2 separate regions of the Zea mays genome follow, and region 2 is linked to region 1. A link is a contact called in public Hi-C data. All regions are on one chromosome and are shown on one strand. The core of a region is the stretch at or near the end of the contact, and the rest is flanking DNA. Distances in the headings are between cores, read along the strand shown. Region 1 holds the start of LOC100382859. Region 2 holds the start of LOC103636489.

Region 1 (3,386 bases), core at 486-2,985:
CAGCCACAGCCTAACCAAACGGACCCTTATTACCTAATGCATCCAAACAAGTTCTAAGCTATTTGGAAATTTGATTTCTGAAAACTTTTCAAAGTTTAGATATAGACCAGACTTAGGGCTCCTTTGAAACGGAGGATTTTTTTTCGTCTCCTGCGTTTTTCTTGTGAAAAATAAACTGATTAATGTAAAACTCCTATACGATTCCTCCGAAATTCCTGCATACCAAAGAAGCCCTTAAGAGCATGTCTAGATCCATCGTTATTAATAGTACATAGTTAATATTAACTGCTATTAGATAGTTTGATCCAATTAGTAAAATAGTTGTTAGTTAGGTATACCTAACAATTACCTATATCTTTTTGTATCCAAGGAGCTAATTATCAGCAAATGCCTATTTAGCTCTATGGATCCAAAATTCCAAATACTCCATATGTTGTAAATTATAAAATGTTTCAGCTTTTCTACATATATTTATAACTTTTGTTATGCACATAGATATATATGTTTCAGCTATGAATCTAGAAATATCAAAATGTGCTATGATTTAGGACGAAGGAATTGTTGTAACCTTAAATTTATGAGGTGGGAGGCAGAAATAGATTATTTCTATACTCTATTTTTGCTCCGCAATGTATACCATGTTCTTTAGCTTATTCATGTGTGTAGCAGCAGTGCAGTATAAAAGTATTATGTGGTCAAGAGTAGCATACATGTATATTGCATATGCAACCATTTTAGCTTAATGAATCTATTCGTAAATTATGATTAATGGGTTGGCTTTCAATTCTGACATTCCAAGTGGGACCTGTTATTGAATTGAAGTATCACAGCAGAAACAAGACAAAATCATAGGGGGGGGGGGGGGGGGCGAAGAGTATGCTAGATTAGCCTCACATTTATTTCCCAACTTGGAGTGAAGTTCTAGTGGACAAGTTAGGCAGCCATCTGAATACTTAGCAATAGATTTATCACGCTATATTATGCTACTATATTGAACAACTGTATAGATGCTGGTACAAGTTCAATGATCGATGTTGTCATCTCATAGCTTGTAGACTGGTCTCCTCCAAATTTTGTATTGTCATTCTTAGCAATGGTGGTCTACCGAAAAGGACACCTCTAAATTAAACTTGGATGATCAGGCAACTAGATATATATAGAACAAGTCTCAACCAAAGACAAGGCAACGAAGGGATCCGTTGACAGCATTATGGTACACAACGCAAATCAGCAGAAGACAAGACAGATTTATCTACTAATTGTATATTGCGGACCAAATCCAACGTCTGTGCTAGACATCATACCATATAAATATATAATTAGCCGTTACCAATTGTTTTTTTCATTGTCTTTTCCAAGCTTCACATTACCACACACCTCTCCTCTATATGCTTTTATCTTGCTGGTAAATTTGGAATGGGTCATGTTTTGAACCCTAATACCTCGCAACGCGTCTAATTAGTGTCTGTTTGACTGTTTGTATCCATCCATCTGGATTACATGTAAGATACCGTATTACCTAAATCCATTAGTTAAAAGATCTAAATGAACACTCAGCTAGTTTTTAACTGGTCGCTATTGGTTATATGAATCCAAATAACCTTTTAGATTCACATAAAAACAAGTCAGTCCTTGCTAGGCATAACATAATCGACTCTCTTAACACAGACAGGGGACCAGACAAAATGCCTTTTTAGCTGCTTGTGGCTGCGCCCGGCGGGCGACGCCATTTATCACACCTCACCTCCGCCACCCGGGTGCTTACGTGGCGCGGCACCACCAGCTGATCCTGATCGGCGCAGGAACGGAGTAAACGCTTGCTGGCTCTCTAATCCCCGTCCCTCATCCCTCACCCTTTGCAAAAATCACAGCGGCAGGGGACAGCAAAAATCTCCATGCCCACGCTCGGCCTAGATCTCCGGCGAGCCGGCCCCGCGCGGTAGCCGATTCACTCTCCGACCCCGACCCGATGGGCGGCGAGGTGCCGGAGCCGCGCCGGCTGAGCCGCTCGCTCAGCTTCGGCTGCGGCGGCGTCCCCGAGGAGGCGCTGCACCTCGTGCTCGGCTACGTGGACGACCCGCGCGACCGGGAGGCGGCCTCGCTCGTGTGCCGCCGCTGGCACCGCATCGACGCGCTCTCGCGCAAGCACGTCACCGTCGGCTTCTGCTACGCCGTGGAGCCCGCGCGGCTGCTCGCCAGGTTCCGGCGGCTCGAGTCGCTCGCGCTCAAGGGGAGGCCCCGCGCCGCCATGTACGGGCTCATCCCCGAAGACTTCGGCGCCTACGCGGCGCCCTGGGTCGCCGAGCTCGCCGCGCCGCTCGACTGCCTCAAGGCGCTCCACCTGCGCCGCATGACCGTCACCGACGAGGACATCGCCGTGCTCGTCCGCGCGCGCGGCCACATGCTACAGGTGCTCAAGCTCGACAAGTGCTCCGGCTTCTCAACGGACGCCCTCCGCCTCGTCGCCCGCTCCTGCAGGTAATACCCGTATCTCTGTTCCTCGTCTTTCATCCGCTGATCTGCTACACCGTGTTTGTCCAGCCTGCTTTCCCATTACGGTGTGCTGGGAAAGTAAGCTGGTAGTTGCGCACTTGAGTACTTGATCTTTTCCCCCTCCTCGAGGAATCATGATTGATCCGGCGGAGATGTTACTAAGGCGGTGTTTGGTTTCTATAGACTTTAGTCCCTTCATTTTATTCCTTTTTAGTCTATAAATTGCTAAATATAGAAATTAAAATAAAATTTTAGTTTCTATATTTAGCAATTTTGGAACTAAAATGGAATAAAATGTAAGGACTAAACATTAGTCCCTAGAAACCAAACACCCCCTAAAACGGAGCAGTAACAGATAAGCTTGGGCCGTGTGTCAGTTTATATAAGTAGTCACAGTTCTAATATGGGCAAGATGCAGCTCGCCTGCTTCTGAATTCCTTCCCTCCCTTCTGTGAAATTGGCATGGGCAAGCTCTGATGCGATCATAGGTCATAACATGAAAGAATTTTCTTGAGTATAAATGGATGACATCCATAATACTGCTGGTTTGATCGTTAGTCCAGTGTTTTTTTTTTGTTTCCATCTCAATAGTATTTGGCCATGCTGTGAGGAGTCCCCAGTTCTTAGTACAACAATTTCGTATGAGCAGGCTGTTTGAGGTGTCGTCAAAATGGCAGGTGATCTAAACACTCCCGGGAAGTTAGGAGCACTTATGTGCCACCTTGATTGGGATTGAACCGGACAGCTCTGTCCCCAATGAAACATATTTTTGACCAAAATTCTGTTGCAGCTTTGCATGTTGTTGATTTCAGTTATCAACCAATTCAATCATGAACACATTTCATATGTTACCAAGTCTTGTATTTCAGGCAGCATCTTTTCCCTTTCTTCTT
Region 2 (3,062 bases), core at 353-2,852, 310 kb before region 1:
AACCGCCAAAAAAATTTGTTACATGCTCTAGGTATCTCTGTCTTGGTTGTCAAATGACAAGGTGTCACTGTCGTCACCATAGCTGCTTATCGGCCCTGTTTGGCACAGCTTATTTTCAGCTTCTTCACAAATTTAAGCAAAAGTTCTGCCAAACAGCTAGCTTCTGCAGCAGCTTATCAGTTCAGCTGCTTCTCAGAATACACTAAAAGCAGTCAACAAGCAGAAGCTGCTTTTCACCAGCTTATCAGATAAGCTGCTTTTTCAACAAGCAGCAGCTGTGCCAAACAGGGCCATCATCTGGTTGTTCTGCTTCCAAAGGGTTCCGCTGAACCCACAGGAGAGGCCGAAAATGACTCTCAAGCCTACGTATCCTAATCCTAATGTTGTTTGATTCCGCAGCGAAGTAACAAAACACGGCAACTGAAAGCAGACTTGTCGTGTTTTTTAGTCCAAGAAGATCAAATCATCCAGTCATCGACTTGGTTTGGGTCTCGGCACGTTCGAATGGTTTCTAGCCAGGCCCATGCAGAGCTCTGAGAGCCGCGAGTTTAGTGCGTGATTAACATGCACGCGGACACCAAGCCGGCAGCCTCTAGTGAGCAGAGGTGCATGGCAGGACGAAAAACATAACGGGGCAGTCAGTCAATAACGGCGATCGAGAGTAGAGCTAAGCTACGCACCGACGGCGGCGGGTCGTCGTCGTCGAGCGGGCGGCGAGCCACGGCGGCGAGGTTCTCCTCCTCCCCCAACCGCAGCGCCTCGGCGGGCACCGCCCTGCGGACGAGGCGGCTCCCCATCCCCGCGCCGACGACGGCGCCCCGGCGCGAGGTCGTCGTGACGAGGCCGACGACGACGGCGGCGCCGAGCAGGCACGCCACCGCGTTCCGCGCCCAGGCCTGGTCGAGCACGGCCGCCGCCCGCTTGCCGCTGGCCCTCCGGGCGAAGAACAGGGCCCTCGCACGCGCCGCCCCGCCGGAGCGGTCCGCTGCGGCGGGCAAGTCCGGGAGGCGGCGGCGGTGCGCCGCGCCGGACGTGACGGGGCTGCAGCTGCTGCTGCTGCTGCAGCTGCAGGGCGAGGACGAGGGTGCCGACGGTGTGGGTGACGGCGACGCGACCATGGCCGGAGCGGCTTTGGTTTAGACTTTAGACAAGTGCGCAGCCAAGCCAAGCCAAGCGCGGGAGCTCGATCGCGAGGAGGAGGGAGACCAGAGCAAGCAGAAGCAGGAGAAGGGGCCGGGCCGGGTGGCGCTGGCGCCCTGCCTTGGCCGCTTCGATGGGCAACCGCGCGGCGCTGGACGGGAGGGCACGTAAGGGAACGTGGGGGCGAGGTGGGGTGGTGGTTTGCAGCTTGCACGAGGGGGTCGTCGGTCGTGCGCGCGCGTGCATGCCCTGCCCTCCAGGGCCACAGCCCGCAACCCCTGGTGATTTTGTGAGAGGGAGGGAGGCAGAGCAGGCGAGCGAGTTCTTCAGGAACCAGGCTCGCCTCACCGGTGTCGTTGCCACCTCCACTGTGCCATGTTCGCTGGCTGGCTGGCTCGACCACACCGCACGGGCTCGCTTTCCCTGTCCAGGATCTCTTTCGTTTATCGCGGGCTGTGACGGGCGCGTGCGCGGGTGGTGTAGAGCAGCGAAGCCGAGGGACCCGATCGGAGGACGCAATCATTTGGCGCACTGCGCGGCTCGTGGAGACGTGTTCGAATTTCCCAGGACCCCGTGGGCATCCCGTCCGGTTCTTCTTCTGTTTCTCCCCGAGGTTGAGATGGACACTGGTCCGAATTCGCCGTTACAGGCAACCGGCATGGCCGAGCAGCAGCACACGTGAAGCGAAGAAGCAGGTATAGTTCCTGCACGCGCAGACACGTGGAAGTAGCTCAATGGAAACTAGCTGAAGGTGCCAGGCCCGTACGATGTACTACTGTGATTAATGCGCACTGTACTACTGTGATTGTCACATTCATTCCGCACTGTCAGTGGATGTGGTCCCGACGTGCTAGTGCTAGTGCTAGTGCTAGCGCGCCTGATTCCTTGCTTTAACCGGAACAAACCAAAAAAAAAAACGATGACCATTTTGGTGGGTATGTAGGGACGACGATTAAACGGGTGTTAGTGCAAGTGACGACGCGCTGACCGAGTTCTATCTCTCCCGCTTTGACGTAGCCCCGACACGAGCGAAACGCCCCGGTTTTTATCCGGCCCCAGGCCCCCAGCGCCGTGTCAGCTGCTTGACTGCGACCCTTGAAAAGTCAGCTGGGCACGTAGCTACGACGACGCGTTCATGTTCATGTTTGTATTTGCATAGTACGCCCTTCATGTTCATGTCTGACCCCGAAGACTTGTCCTAATTCGCCTTGCTCTCGTCTCCTCCCGCTTGTTCACATCGCCCGGCCGGGTACATATATACGGACGACACGCCCGGCCGCCGTGCAGGACCGGGAATTCGTAACAGGGACGACGACGACGACTAGCTGATCCTCCCATCTCGTCGTTTCATGTCTGTTCTCTGCTACTTGGCGTCTCATCGTTGCCCATGTGTTGAGTTGTGTGTGATTCTGTCCATCGGGCAGGCAGGTGAAGGCCAACATCGTCCCGTCCCGAGTGGGGAAGGAATCCATCCAGGTTTGGTGGTGGTCTAATCAGGTTGACACGCGCACTTTGCTTCGTGTTGGTGCTCGTGAACCCACTTTGCTTACCCGCCTCATCATGTTGTACATGGCGGCACCACGGGGTGCCGGTCGATTATTGAACGCCGATTATCTCTCTCTCTCTCTCTCTCTCTCTCTCTCTCTCTCTCTCTCTCTCTCTCTCTCTCTCTCTCTCTATCTCTTTGTCAGAATGACCACAGCGCAACCAAGGATCCCTGAATGTGCGGTATGGAGTCACAAATTAAAGGCGTCTGTTTTATTCCTCACTGGTTCGATGAAGACTGCAAGAGGTAGCGACATGTTGTTCTTGACGGAGACGCGAGGAGCGCTCCGTTTCCTGGTAAACGTTGTCCTCGACGGAGCCCGATTAGGCAGCGGCGCGACGCGGACAGGATTCTCGTGGCAACACCAACATCTGTG

The links. Hi-C and Micro-C count contacts between places; a contact is called where the count stands out from the background.
Region 2: a contact with region 1 is called in a Hi-C map of endosperm, with 4 times the contacts expected there. The contact joins the promoter of LOC103636489 here to the promoter of LOC100382859 in region 1. A contact is called at or near these places in 2 of 25 Hi-C or Micro-C datasets (ear and endosperm).

The regions. Positions count from the first base shown.
Region 1 is chr8:173,994,791-173,998,176 of Zm-B73-REFERENCE-NAM-5.0, reverse strand. It overlaps LOC100382859, which reads left to right and starts at 1,735. Exons shown (of 3, transcript NM_001352296.2): 1 at 1,735-2,478. The coding sequence starts at 1,970.
Region 2 is chr8:174,307,786-174,310,847 of Zm-B73-REFERENCE-NAM-5.0, reverse strand. It overlaps LOC103636489, which reads right to left and starts at 1,602. Exons shown (of 8, transcript NM_001330558.1): 1 at 681-1,602. The coding sequence starts at 1,118.